Regions from separate parts of the Anas platyrhynchos genome. Here region 1 is linked to region 2. The links are chromatin contacts, called in public Hi-C maps. All regions are on one chromosome and are shown on one strand. Each heading gives the region's core, a stretch centred on a gene start, on an enhancer-like site or on the middle of the called end of the contact. The rest is flanking DNA. Distances are from core to core; before and after follow the strand shown. Region 1 holds the start of SUMO1 (small ubiquitin like modifier 1). Region 2 holds the start of WDR12 (WD repeat domain 12).

Region 1 (7,275 bases), core at 4,250-6,749, 220 kb after region 2:
ATCGGAGCACAGATCCATTAAAAGCCACATCCTCTCTAGCAAGGGGCCAAGATGATGTTTCCAAGACAAGACTAACAACACTACAAACTGACAGATGTGGGATATTCTGTCCTCTCCTCTAAATACTCCTCCAGAGAAGGGTAAATCTGAAACGCAAGGCATAGCTTGTTCAGAGGTATCTGTTCTAACCAGAGCTGGTTAGAAGTTTTCCAGTAAAAACACCCTATATGGACTTGGCAGGAATTCACCATTGTTCCCAATCTCAGAATGATTTGCTAGAAAGGCCAGCTTGATCACCACACACTGCAACCCCCGTGCAGCTGCTCAGTGGCACTAACAATCACTGATGGTATTGGCAACAAGACTAACCCTCAATTTACAGGATTCACATGCTATTAGTTTCAGATGGATTAAACCTTTTTTTATTTCAATAATTTCCTGTGAGCACAAAAATCTTATTTCAGCCAGTTTCAGCATTACAAATTCACATATTCTTGTCAAAGCATTCAAATCGCCCCTCAATATTGTTCAGCTTTTTGCTTCAGTGGTATATAGCTCTTCTGCGGCCAAATTACACTGCAAGTTGAAAAAATATATATATTTCTTTCACTCACTCTGATATTGCACCTCAAGTTTGTCTCAGTATCTGATTTCACATTACTGTTGCTCATGCCTTTTAAGTTTTAAAATACTGAAAAATGAAAATCAATACTTCTTTCTGAACCTCAGATATGCAGAACTACACAGGCAGTCGCGTCCTTCCAAAAGCCAAGCTGCCACCCCCACATAAGGCTGCTTACATTTTGTTTGCTTTTTCAGGAGTTTCAAATTCTTTCCATAAACTGTCAACTTCTTGGAGCTTTTTCTCATTAAGAACCTGTAGACAAAACAAAAACAAAACAACACAGTTATATTTAAAGCACTTCTGAACAATTTTCAAACCTGCATTCAGCACAGAAGACCTGAAACAGATTTATAGCATACCCAACTGCTGGAAGTTAATTCAACAGATTCAGTTAATTGAACCATGATTTCCAGTTTCACCATTCTCTCTCAGCAACTTTACCTTTATAATTCCATCCAGCATACAACAACATTTACAGCATTGAATTTACTTTCAACTGCATTGCAGAAGTTGCTCAATAATGGCTGGGTTCTTCTGAACCCGCACCATCTCCTCAAAGCCCTCTCCTTGTTTATCAAAACCAGGATTGCTCTACCACCTACAAGACTCATTCACAACCCCAGTGACCCAAAACCAAACCTGCCTCTGCTCTGGGAAAATACAAACATGTCTGGGACACCTCACAGGAAGGAGCGATCCCACAAGTTATTGTCATGAATTTGAGCTAACCCAAGGAAGAAAGAGGATGTCTCTAGATAGATGACTTCTTCACCACAGCTCAGTAATCAAATGAGCCAAAAATTACTTAAGAGGCTGCAATGGCTTAATCCCAGCTCTGGTCAAAGGGGATCTCCTTTCAGTCTTTAAACAGCAGAAGAATAACAATTACAGTCCTAGATCCTACACACATTTCATAAAATGCCAAGTGTACTGCAAATTCCTAGAAAAGTTCTCAGGGGAACAACATGGGCAAGATCCTTACAACATTATGTTCTTTAATACCTCAGTCAAAAATATTGTGGTTTTGTTGCTGCAACTTAGATCCAACACAACTGCCATTTGACTAAGTGCAGTGCAAAGAATCGTTCCAGGGATTACAAGATTCTGCTCCCTTGCAGATTTTTGAACACAGGTCAAAGAAGGCCGTATTTTTTAAACTGAATTAGTAGTTGAGCAAGTAAACACAGTAACTCATCTCTCACAGGACACTGAAGCACAAAAAGCCCTTTGGGCAAATCTTCCTTTGCCCAGCCTCTTGCCTCTTTGCTACAGTTTGTCCTTTCTATCCCGAAGATGATGGAATTGTCACCTTCTATGAACAGACGTGGACACACAGAGAAAAATATATACAAGCTGCTAAACTGAGGTTGCTAGCATATAAAAAATATGGCTACCTACAGACGTTTTATGCACCACATGATAGCAAGACTCATTGGGAAGAGCCCTCTGAGATCTAGAACACGGTTATGCTATTTGCCCTTTCTTTTTAGGCTCTTTGTTTCTTCAATAGGAGCAACACCAATAAGGGAATAACTGAGACCTACCCTGTTTTGAGAGGAAGATAGCTCTTGACCACCAAAACATAAAGGTAGAGCAGTTATGCTAGCTATGAATACCTGTGGGTACTGCTAAAAATGGGAGTGGGCGACCACAACTATTTCTAGAGTTTCAGAAGCCCAAATTCCATCCAGCCCTCAAATAATTAAAAAATAAACAAAACAGCAGCAGCAACTATCTCTAGAGGTGGCTTTAAAAAGGAAAAAAGCAAACTGAAGCTAAACTCTACAGGGAACACTTTGATAGAGGATGGATGTACAAATGTAACTACATAAATTTGCAACTACTGTGTCTCAGAAAAGAGAGCTCTCACTGCCCCACAGACATGCAGTGTGGCTATGACTCTCCATATTTAGCATTAGCACTGCAAACAGAACGAGAATGGAAAAACAACGCCTGTCTCAAAACATGTATTTTAATAAAATACTGTGTATGCTCAGGTCCAGCAGACGGTTCCCAGCTCTATCGCAATCTAAGCCAGGCACCATTTGCAATCCGGTCTCTCAGACAGGAAGTGTTTAAAGCCTGCTTGTGAACGCTGCTGCTTGCTGCCTGGTGCCCTCTAGCTGCCTTGCACACGCACCACAGCCAGGCACCATGCCCCAGCTGCTGACATCTACACTCGTCTGCTACTGCAGCACTTCTGCAGAACTTCTGCATTTCTCTTTGCGCATCTCTCTCCTCTTACATTTGCTTTATGTCGACTTTGGCTGCACTGATTATAATACGGGCTGTTTTCAGCCCCTCCTGTAGAGTCACAGAAAAGAACCACAAAACATCCCAAGTTGGAAGGGGCTCAGAAGGGTCACTGAGCCCAGCTCCTGGCTCCACACAGGACCAGACAGAAATCTGACCACGTGTTTAAGAGGGCTGTCCAAGCACTCCTTGAGCTCCAGCAGTCTCAATGCCGTGACCACGGCCCTGAGGAGCCTGTCCCACTGCCCGACCACCCTCTGGGTGCAGACCCTTTCCCTAACCCCCAGCCTGACCCTCCCCTGTCCCAGCTCCATGCCGTTCCCTCGGGTCCTGTCGCTGTCCCCAGAGAGCAGAGCTCAGCGCCTGCCCCTCCGCTCCCCTCATGAGGGAGCTGCAGGCCGCCATCAGGCCTCCCCTCATCCTGCTCTGCTTGGGGCTAAGCACACCAAGAGACCTCACTGCTCCTCATACGCCCCGGCCCCTTCGCCGCCCGCTCCGCCGTTCTCCCGCGTGGCCACGCGGGTGGCCGAGCCGAGCCGAGCCAGGCCGGGCCGCATGGCCGCCCCCATCTGGGCGCAGGACCCCGCGCGCGGCTCGCCCCCCGGCAGCTGCCCGCACCTTGAAGATGGCGTACCCGGCGGCGGTCTCGAACAGCACCAGCATGCTGCCGGCTGGCGGCGGCGCGGCCACGTGCGCGAGCGGCGCGGGCCCGAACCGCGGCCTGAGCGGGAGCGCGGCGGAAGGGGCGGGGCGGGGGCAGCGGCCCCGCCGGAACCGCTCCCGCCGGCGGGGGAAGCGCCGCGCGCGCCCGCGGGACACGTGGCGGGCGGGAGCGCGCGCGGCGCCGCTGCCCCCTAGCGGCTGCGGAGAGCCGGCAGCGGGACCTTTCCGTGCTGTAACCAAACGATGTCCAGGAACTCGTTACCACAGAGGTGGCATTCAGCTAAAAGGGCAATTTCCAGGTTCTCTCTACTTCTAAAGCACTGCTTCAGTGCTGCTGGCTCAGGGAGTCCCTTAGAACACGGTATCCATCATTTTTACCAACACTAACCCCTCCCAAACACCTGCACTGCTATTACGAGATTACAGATTAGTTGTAGGTTGAAGGTCAGCTTTAGGAAAGCTGTTTTCGACAGACCAGAGAGCCTTTGTGCAGCATAGGTAGGCCAATAGGTTTAAAAATACTACACTACTTGCCTCTTGAACTGCATGCACAGCTGTGGAGAAGGAAGTTAAACTCCCATCTGAATTACTGGAGGTGAATGATAATTGATTTCAGCTGTTTGACATTAGTTACAAATGAGAGAAATTAGAGAAGTGATACTGCACCTGAGAATTAAGCGAGGTTATTAAAGGAAGTAATGCAGGCTCGGTGGTGGCTGCAGAAGCAAGAAGGGCTTTGGGCTTTTTGGGAAGGGACTTAGGTAGTGTTTTGTTGTTTTTTTTTTGTTTTTTTTTTTTTTTTAAAGTGTTATTTTTATTTTTAAATGTGTTCTCTGTTGTGTTTAGGCTGCTAAAAAATGAAACTATGAATTCTGTTGACATGCCTGTGTCTTATGGGCTGAACAGAGACCAGTTTTGCAGGTACTGCACCAATACGGTTTGTACCCTGGGGACGTAACATATCTGTAACCACAGTGAGTAAGAAGGGGCAGAGAGTCAGCACTGCGGGTACTTAGCATGTATGCAGATTTCATTGTTATGCTTTTACGTTATGTATAGGGATAGGTAACTGAACCCCAGGTCGTGGGAGCTTTAGTTGTTATTACTGACTGTACTGTACGGAACAACAAGTAAATCTAAGAATTATGCTTAAGTTTATTGATAGTGTCTGAGGCTGTAGTGATGTCACTGTAAGGCCACTCTTCTGCTTTTAAACTTGGCTTTATTTGTGAGTAGAAACGATGTTTATAGTAATATTAAGTATGTCCTTTTTAATTCTCTTACTGCTGTATGTTGTTTTAAAGGTCTTAAATGGTTTACTTTGTTGGTTTCCATAGTGTTTTTGAACTCATAATTTGCTTTTACTCTCAGCTTGGTGTAGCATCAATAAAATTGACTTTCCTCCCTGCTAGGCTTTGTATGAAACAAGTCATCTTAATTGTGTAACTTTGTATAGTGTGTGTTTTCTGACTTTTTTTTTCTTAGTTCTGATTGGGTTTAGTAGTTTTGTTTAAAACTAATTCATAAGAGTTTAAACATGGCATACTGCTTCACTGGCTAACAAAGGTGCATCTCCTGACGTTGTCACACTTGCAGCATGTCTTTCAGTCAGGGAGGCACAACAGCGCTGATACAAAGTGCAGCTGCTCCAGTGGCTGGTGTTACAGAAGAACCCAGTAAATGGAGGTTGAAGGCCATGTGGCTCGATGTGTTCTGCCCAGCGATGCCTCCTACCCTTCCCCCAAAGCAGCTGGTAAAGCTAACCTACCTGGCGATCACGCATCTCCTCTTCCTGCGGAGCTATTTTACAGTTCCATTACCCTTTTCCTGCCTTTTTTCGGGCCGGCCGGTGGAGCGAAGCCCTCCCCTCCCCGCCACCAGCCCCGGAGGGCCGTGAGCAGCCCGGGGGAGGCCGGTGGGGCTCGGGGGGGCTTTCGTGGGCGGCGGGCGGGGAGGAGCCGTGGGGCGGCCGTGCGGGAAGTGAGCTCAGGCGCACAGGAAATCCCGCCCGCGCCGCGGCCTGTGTTTGCGCTGCGGGCAGAGAAAGGAGCCGAGCGCCTGCAGCGGCCCAGCCGAGCCTGCCGCACGCCCCGGGGCCGAGCCATGTCTGACCAGGTACGGCCGCCCCCGGCCCGGCCCGGGGAGCCCCGGGCGGAGGGGAAGGAGCGGCGGCGGGGGGCTGCACGGCCCCGGGGGGCGGCGGAGGAGCTGCCCGGCCGCCCCTTGCGAGCCGCGGGGCCGGGGGGGCTCCAGGGGGGGCGCCCCGCGCTCCGCCCTCGGTCTGCTCCTCGGATGGGGCCGGGGCAGCCCCGGCAGCGGGGCCGCGATGCGGAGCAGCCGCTTCCTTTCGCTTTCCGCTTCCCGGCCGTGCGGCAGGGCGCTGCTCCCTGGAGCTGGCCCGGCCTGCCAGCTGCTCCGTTTGCCTGGGGAGCGGAAAAGGAAGGGGAAGAACCCAAACCTTCCCCGCTCGGCATTGCCCACATCAAACCCCACCGAGACCCTGCCCTCTCTTCTCGTACCTCGCAGTGTTGCTTCCCAGGCAGGGGCGCGAAGAGTTGCTCGTACAGCGAGCTCCCGCCTCGCTCGGCACGGTGCACGCACAGCCCTTTGCTGTATCTGTGGCTTTAGGCTATGTGACCTGCTGGTGAAAAGTTAAAACAGCATTGAGTTTTAATTTGTGTTCTGTTTCACTTGATCTCTTCTATTGCTTTCAGATGGCAGTGGTTTTTTAATCTCTGTGACAGTTTGGATTTGGAAAAATCAATGTCAGTGTCTACAAATGTCTCCTGCAATGTTGTGAAGTCCGGAATAGTTCTAGTGCCTGGCAGGAAATGAAAAGTATCCAAAACAGTATATACTGTGTCTCCCTAGCAGAATAGCCTTGATACATTGTGACCCGTGAATAAAAACCACTGCCTTTACCTACTAGTGGTTTTCTTCCCCTGGTGCAGCTCTGTGGGTGAGGATGCTATTGTCTGTCTCTGCCCCCTGAGTGTGCAGCTATGAGCACAGCTTGTTGCTGAAACTGATTAGGGTGCTCTTCCTGTGTAGTGAAATGCACAAAAGTGGCTGCATGTGAAGAAATAGTAAATTCTGAACTAGATTTTGAAGGCTGGTCTTCACATGACCCGTTCTGTAGCGCTCTGCGTTTGTGAGCTAAGGCATGTTTTAACACATAGCTTCCATTAGGTAATGCCTTCTCCAGCCCAGTCCCGGTAAAACACATACATAACACATACATGCTTGCTCTCTGGAGCTGCTTGAAGTGTACAAAACTCACTGTATTTGTTGTCCTTTTTGAGTGCTTATCTTAAATGGCTTTGGTTAATGACCCTAATTTATGTATTTATTGGAGATAAGATAAACCTTATCATATATTGTATCACACTGTTGGGGGGACTGTGCAACAACAGCTAAACAGCTTCTGAAGCACCCATGAAATGTACAGTAATGCAGAACTGTTGGTCTTATTCCTTTGTTTATCAAGACCACTGGAATAATCAAACTGCCTACAATTGTTCATTGCTTACAGTTAATTCCACGTCCCCAAGGAAGACAGTTCTTAAGATGACACCATTTGTCCCTAGTTGTAATTTTGGCTTGTCCTTTTAGGTATAAATCAAGAAGTGCACTTGATTTAGTTACTTTGATTCCAATAGGAAATTAACTTTTTTTTTTGATAAAAGTACTTCTAAGAAGGACAAACTTCAAAGAACTCATAGCTGCTTGGTGGG
Region 2 (7,730 bases), core at 2,871-5,370:
TTCCAACTGTCCTGCACCATTGCAGTTGCCTACAAACAAAACATTAGATCTTTCCATAGCAACATTGTGGTCAACTCCATTTTCTTCCATTACCAGATGACCTGGAAAAGTTACAAAAGTTTACTTCAGTACTAGCCTCAATCAAGAGGTTGCTACAGGATTTTTTCTGGTGTTAAAGATCTAAGTTTTACAGGTTCTAACCCCACTGCAAGCTAAAAACAAAGCCCTCAAGATAAAAAGCCCTTGCTTCTTTACCACTTTATTACACACTGCAGATACATTGCAGTGTGTTCCTCCAAGAGTATAGTTTAGCACCTTGTACAAGAAAATTTGCTTGACTTGTCATTGTGCACACAGATACAAAACAGACAATACACGTTCTTATGCTTTTCATTTAGATACATCCACAAGCACTTATCTATACACATCCAGAGATTCTTAGTACTTACAGATATGCCAGCACTACTTTATGAAAATATTATTCATCTATTACCACAGTAAACACTCAGGACTCGCATTACCCAACTCGGTCACAGAGCCATCTTGAAGTAAATTGGATTTGTTTTAAAGGGGTATAAAATAACATTTAAATTACAGAAAATTACTATAGTTAGACCACAGCGAGAAGCTTTGGGCACAAAAAGTGCCAGATATTCAAAACAAAGCTTGGCATGAATCATAGGATGAAACACAAAAAACAGAGTTCTCAGCACTTTGGAGATTTACCTCCCATCCCAAAGAAAAGTCCTTCAAGGAGCTCAGCTGCCCATTACAAACCTTCAAGCAAACAGAGAATATGAGACAGTGAATTGCCACAGCCACAGGATAAGGCTTTCACCTAGCCAACACAGCCTTTAAAGCAGTGACCAAACCCAAATATTTATAAGGAACTAAACAAAAAGACAAATTAACCTGGCCTCTACATTACTAAGCTATATACATGTGTGTGTGTATATATATATATTTATTTATTATTTTATTATTATTTTTTTTAATATATATTCCAATATGCACAAAATACGCCAAAGTGAATAGAACAAAACTTAATTCCTGCAATTTGTATTGGAGGAGGGAGTAAGGTCCTTTGGAAATAAATACTCTTCCGTATTTATTTTAGAGACAGGCAGCATTATGTTAGAACATGACTCCTACCAGCTTTATGTTCTTCATCACACAGCAAATTCCTTCAGATGGACCATCTCAGCTGTGGCATCTAAACCATTTACAGCTTTGGTAAGGAGAATGTAAAAGACTATAAAGCCTTTCAGAAAGAACTGTACAACTGAAAGCATATATTTATTTTTCTTTGAAAAGATATAAAGGACCATGGGCAAAGCAGAACATCTCCTTAGCTTCTGGAGATGAATAAAGCATTCTACTGATATGAACAACATTATGAAGTTAAGCTGCTCATATGCTCATTATAACAAATACTCTAAAGCAGATTTATTTTTCCTTTCAATTTTCAAGTGAAGACACTCCAAGCTCTAAATTAAGTTAATCATGTTTACCAAGTATTTTGTAGCTTTGGATCTGAGAACAATTATGGGATGTTTCAGTTTAAATATCTGAAGCAGACAATAGAAAAAAAAAAAATCCACGCCAGACAGAACTAGATTTCATCATCACTCATCCAGTGTCCCCCTATTAAAAGACATAAATATATGAAATATATGTTGTTTTTTCCAGGGCAGCACTTTCAGCTGTTAGAAATCACCTGAAGATAATCGTTCGACAGACAGCAATGGTGTGTGCTCTGAGCATGCCACAACCCTGCCACAGAGTGCAGGAATGGCTGTCTCAGCATTGACCTGTGGCCAGAGCAGCCCAATGCTCTGTATCTAACATGCTAGTTAATAACAGCCCAGGGAAAAATGATAGCAGCAGGGCAAACATAAAATGATATTTTTCCAGCTTCCTGTTATAAGTAGAACAGAAATAGCTTGAGCCTAAAGTTCTATCTTGGTGTTTAAAACACACCCGCAGTATATTTCTGTTCAGTGACCTTGTATAATCACTCTTTTAACCTAGGCAAGCCACTGGCACATGCATCACCCCAGGAACTTCATGGTTTAACCATCCAGATTGCATCAGCCTAAATTCTATTCAACCCTAAAAAAAAAAAAAAAAAAAAAAAAAAAAAAGTTTTTTTTGTCCTAAAGAAATATACTGTTACATAGATGCTTAGAAGCATGTACATAACTAATAAATGGCATAGTTAAATATTGCCAACAAATTCTCCAAATAAGACAACTAAATCCTGTTCATAGATATATGCATGGATATTCGTCATGAAAAAGTGAATAATACGCAAGTATCCCTCCTTTTCATAAATGTTTTACATTTGAAATTTTTGTGGTGCATATGTAACACCATGGCTTGCTACATTTAGCAAGAAGTTGAGGGAGAAAGGTGGGAGTTTAACTTAGTGTAAAAACTGAATCAACAGCTGTATCCCCCACGCACAGCTCGAGCGCTGGCAGCTCTTTGCCTCAGCTTCAGCCTCAGCACAGCACCAGGAGAGCCACCTACGTGCTGCTCTCTGCCAAGCCCGCTGCTCCATGGCTGCTTCCCACTCAAGGGTCAGCACCCTAACACTGCAGCACCGCTTCTGTCACCCTGCCTCCCCATTGAGAAGCACCCTGCTCAAAATAAAGCAGTATCTGCAACTGCTGCTGCCCTCAGTTTGACTCCACAGAGAGCTGGCAGCCACAGAAACTGCTAGCACAGGTAAGTACTGCAACCATCACTAGTATTTTAAGAAGTCTTAGTGACGGGATCTTCAAGAGAGCAATCATCAGGCACTGCAACATAGCTTACTATACTACCATCAGCAGTTCAGTTCCAAAGACAAACAAGATCACTCAGCAAAAGGCAGGCAGGCAGACCTCATGCTGAGGCAACACCTACAAACCAACTACAACTACACCAGTTCTAGACTAATGTAACTCTCAGGTCTCACATGACTGTGTGCTTCTGCCTTCCCTCAGTTATGAGGGCTCTTTCTGAGGGCTATGTGCAGGCAGACCCAAAGAGAAGTACTGTCTTCCAAAATCCCAGATCAAGTTATTTTAACGCTGAGGGAATTCTACAAGATTTTAGTCTCTCTTCTCTTAGAAGAAAACTGAACTTGAAGAAAACATGTGAGCCCATTTTGATTATAGGCCCATTCCCTTACATTTACAGACAGGAGTCTTCAGTGCTCACCCATGTTAAAAGAAGAAAAAATATAAACCAAAGCTCGACTAAGTTCATGTTTTCAGCACTGCTGATAGCAACGTGCCTCATCTCGGCCTCAGTTTACACTTCATGACGGTAAACACACTTGGAAGCCTTGCTAACAATTCTTTCTCAGTTTTCCCTATAATAATTAAGAGGTTTAATAAAAAGATTTAAAATAATTGCAAAGCTTAACACAACACTCCCTCTGAAAAAGCTGCCTCTGGTGAGACCGCTCTAACAAGCAAACCATTATAAAGGGCATGAATTACAGTGAAACGTAACGGGGACGAAACTGGAGCAGAGCACTGTCCTCAAGCAGGCAGATGAACTAGCTTAACATTAGCTCTTGCCGGGCTCGAGACTCAGCTCGCGTCCGCGGTACAGCAGCAGGCGGGTACTGCACGGGGCACACGGAAGGTTTGGGAAGCGCCCGGGTGCTCGGCAGGGCTCAGGGGGACCCCTCAGGGAACCGCGGGGCAGCTCCGGGGGGCGCGGGGCACTGGGGCTGGGCCCCGCCCGCTGCCGGGGACGCCGCGGAGGGACGGGAGAACTCAGGGCAGAGGCGAGCCGCAGGTGCCGGCGCCCCCCACCCCGGGGTGCTCGGCTCCCCTCCGCTCGGGGCAGGACCTTCCCCACCGCCGCGGGGCAGGGCCGGCCGCTGCCTCTCGGCGAGGGGGCGGCGCCCCGTTAGCCCGGCCGCCGCCAGGCTGCCTCCGCCGACCCCCTGCCACCCCTCGCCGCGGGGCGCCGCGCCCCCGCCCCGCCGCTCTCTCTCCCCCAGCCCGGGGGCGAGGGGAGCCCGGCCCCGACCCCCGGAGCGAGCCCGCCCCACCTCGCCTCAGCTCCCGCCGGCGCCGCCATGGAGGCCGCCCCTCGGCGCACGCGCGGCGCCCAGAGGCCGGCAGGGGGCGCGCCGGCAGCAGGGAGGCGGCGCGCGGCCTGGCGGGGGCTGCGGCCGCGTGGGGCAGGGGCAGGCCGGGCGCTGCAGCACCGCCACCAGCAGCAGCAGCACCGCCACCAGCAGCATGGCGCAGCTCACGGCGCGGTTCCGCACCGAGAACCCCAGGTGAGGCCGCGCCGGGTTGGGATGGGTGGGGGGGTACGTGGAGGCCCCCGCGCAGGGCCGGCTAACGGCGCCGTGTGCCCGCAGGTACGCCGTGGAGGATGTGCCCTTCTCCGTGCCCGCGGCCTCCGAGATCACCGACCTCAGCCACCTCATCAACAAGCTGCTGGTGGCCGCCGACGGTAGGGGCCGGGCCGGGCCGGGGGCTCCGCCGCAGGCCCCGCCTCGGCCCTGCGCTTCGGGGCCGGACCGGGGCCGCACGGAGGGGCCCGGGGAGCAGCGGGCGGGCGCAGGCAGCCGGCAGAGCCCCCGTGGCTCGCAGCGAGCCTCCCTTCCTTCCCCTCGCGTAACGCCGTGGGCTGCCCACGCTGGGCTTTTAATGCTCCTGCTGGCCAGCCCCAGAGCGAGGTTGTTCTTGATAGCATCAGTTAAACAGCACTACCTGAGAGTGAATTCTGCTTTGTTTCAGCTGACCACAAGTATGTGGAATTTGACTTCCTTATCAATGGCCAGTTCTTGCGTATGCCGCTGGTCACACACATGGAGATGGAAAATATCTCCACGGTAAGTCATGCTCACTTTCTTTCGCAAAACAGATTTAGCCATCATCTCTCAGTTCAAGGTATCAAAGTATCACCCTGTCACCCTAACTAGGTAAATCTCTAAACTGGTGAAACGTTGCCCTGCTCAGTTTTTCTCCTTTCCCGACTTCCACAGAAGTCCTGTATGTTTAAAGTCATTCTCAATTGCAGAATGATTAGACAGTAGAGGACAGAGCAGTGCAAGAAACACCCTTAATCCAAGCTGTTGTCTTTATACAATTTAGAGGGTAAATTATTGTTGCATGTAGTTTATCACTAACATGTTTTAGCTTCCCGTGCTTAGTTACATTGAGAGATGAAAGGAGAGGTTAGCATCACCTCTAGAAAAGTCAAATTCATGAATTACTTTAGACACGGCTTTTACATAGGTAGATACAGTAAAGAGGAACCTGAAAACTAGAACTATTTCATTTTGCTTTCAGCTTGCCATTAATTGTAACTTGCTAAAACTATGGAAAGCGATAATACTTGGATACTGAGACATTTGGTTCAATAAACTTTTATATCTGTACCACACTAAAACTAAGTATAATTGCTATTAAGAAAAATTAAACTGCACTAAATAACTCTTCTGTCTGTGAACTCAGGAAGAAGTGGTGGAAATAGAGTATGTGGAGAAATACATGGCCCCTCAACCAGAGGAGTGTATCTTCCATGATGACTGGATCAGTTCTGTTCAAGCCACTGAAGAATGGTACCACAGTAAACCAGTTCTAAGTTTATATTACTTATTCCTGTTGTATGCAGAGGACTCCATGGTGTCAAATGAAGTCCTATTCTGTATCTTTAAAAGTCTATTAAGTCTATTTTTTTCTTGATTTGTTATGATTTTTTTTTTAACCTAGCAAGTCAGTCAGATACTACTTGCTTTTGTAAGGAGTTCGGATTTAACATCTCTGTTCTCTGCTGACAGCAACTTTAACACAGCAGAAAACAACTGCTTGAGATGCTGCTAGTAGAAATGGATAACACAAATACTGCTCACTATTTCTTAAAGGACACCAAGATTTCTATTTTAAAGCTTAAATCATTTAGACTTCAAATGTGACATTCATGTAGTAACAAATACAATTATGTAGCTTTGTGCAGAGCTTTTCTTTAAAATGCACTTATAATTGTCCTTTTGTACAATATTTTTAAATTTATTTCCAAACAGCTAGGCCATGCTTCTCTATGAAATAATGGTTTGAAAGTGCTTTGAGATCCTCATGTTACATACTACAATAACAGCATGTTATTATCTTTTATTTTAAATAACGTATGAGATGTTAAGTTTCACCTACCAGAATACGCAGTACTCCCTCTCATTGCTCTTCTCCTTTACTCTTAAGCCTTGCACTTGTAGGTTTTAACAAAGCCTTGCACTGTAACAAAAAAAAATATATATTTTTTTAACTTTTCCAAGTTTGTTTGTTTTTAATACAAAGTAGTTACATTTTTAATTCATTTCAGCTAACCAGTTGCTATGTTACTATTTATTTTTTTTTTCATTTTCTGGTTGTTGTGTTCTTTCATAAAAACATGTTTGCTTTTAAAGACAAGAATGCTTCAAATTCTGTATTTTGCAGGATATTAACTGGCTGCTATGATCAGACTGCTCGAATCTGGTCTTTGGAAGGAAAATCTATCATGACAATAGCTGGTCATACAGAAGTAGTGAAGGATGTGGCATGGGTGAAGCAAGGTCAGCATATATATTATGGGAGCAGTAATAGCTTGATTTATTGTGGGATAAATTCAGTGTTGAATATGTTGAAATGACAGTGAATGACTATTTAATAATCATAGAATGGTTACAGTTGGAAGGGACCTCTGGAAATTATCTGGTCCAAGCCCCCTGCTCAAATAGGACACCAACGCATTGCCCAGGACGATGTCTAGAAATCTAGATGTTAAAAATTACTTCAGCCTCTTGTCAGAAGTCTTGATGATGAAGTTAACGGATTGTTTTACTGGCACCATTACAGTAATGAATGTCATACTTTAGCATTCATATTGTCTATCATCCTTTCAGTCTTTATCTGTAAATATTTGTATGCAGTATTTTGTATGTAAACATTTACATTAATTGTACTTGCAGAATAACAGCGTAAACTGATAATATGGTCTGGGTTTCTATCTACTATTTCATCTTCAATTAGAATAATTACTATAAATGCTTTGGTAAGCTGACTTTGGTGTGAACGTGACTTCTTTCTTCCTCAGATAGTCTATCCTGCCTGTTACTCAGTGCCTCTATGGATCAAACTATCCTGCTCTGGGAGTGGAATGCAGAGAAGAACAAAGTGAAAGCCCTTCACTGCTGCAGGGGGCATGCTGGGAGTGTGGACTCTATAGCTGTTGATTGCACGCGAACTAAAGTGAGTGACTTCTTAAAAGAAACCTGTCTTTTGGGATGTTAGCAACCTATATCTCAAAAATATATTTTTTTTGGCCCTGGGTATTACTGGTCATTGTGTTATTGTGACCAACGCACTGACTTTTCCATTCCTGTTATAAATGATGGTTATTAAAGATTATATGTGCTACATCAACACTAAATCTTTTCAACAAAGCAGTGCACTTACCTCTAGTATGACAAAAAGCTGAAGGTGACTTTCGATAGCCAAGCCATTATACTGCTGCTTTTGACTTCTGTTGAGTGAAGCTGAATGTTCATTTTTAAGGAAACATTGCATTTGACAGACATAAATACAGGTTATAATGAACTATTTTCAAATTCAACCAATATTTTCACAGTAGTTTTGAATGGGAAAAAAATATTTCAAGAGTGATATTCATAAAAAGCAAGTGACAGAAGAGGTCCTTTCCCTTCAGGACTTCAGTACGTAAGAGCATTCATA

The links. A called contact is a pair of places that touch in the nucleus more often than the background predicts.
Region 1: a contact with region 2 is called in a Hi-C map of subcutaneous adipose tissue, with 2.7 times the contacts expected there. The contact joins the promoter of SUMO1 here to the promoter of WDR12 in region 2. A contact is called at or near these places in 2 of 8 Hi-C or Micro-C datasets (skeletal muscle and subcutaneous adipose tissue).

The regions. Positions count from the first base shown.
Region 1 is chr7:28,047,987-28,055,261 of IASCAAS_PekinDuck_T2T, forward strand. It overlaps SUMO1 (small ubiquitin like modifier 1), which reads left to right and starts at 5,500. Exons shown (of 5, transcript XM_027461471.3): 1 at 5,500-5,656. The coding sequence starts at 5,645. It overlaps NOP58 (NOP58 ribonucleoprotein), which reads right to left and starts at 5,471. Exons shown (of 15, transcript XM_072041113.1): 1 at 5,310-5,471; 2 at 801-877. The coding sequence starts at 5,324. It overlaps LOC140002955 (a long non-coding RNA gene), which reads right to left. Exons shown (of 5, transcript XR_011810719.1): 5 at 6,048-6,182.
Region 2 is chr7:27,831,616-27,839,345 of IASCAAS_PekinDuck_T2T, forward strand. It overlaps WDR12 (WD repeat domain 12), which reads left to right and starts at 4,121. Exons shown (of 13, transcript XM_027461068.3): 1 at 4,121-4,288; 2 at 4,373-4,467; 3 at 4,755-4,849; 4 at 5,475-5,581; 5 at 6,456-6,571; 6 at 7,093-7,247. The coding sequence starts at 4,248. It overlaps CARF (calcium responsive transcription factor), which reads right to left and starts at 7,586. Exons shown (of 16, transcript XM_027461059.3): 1 at 7,455-7,586; 2 at 6,171-6,251; 3 at 1-101. The coding sequence starts at 6,195.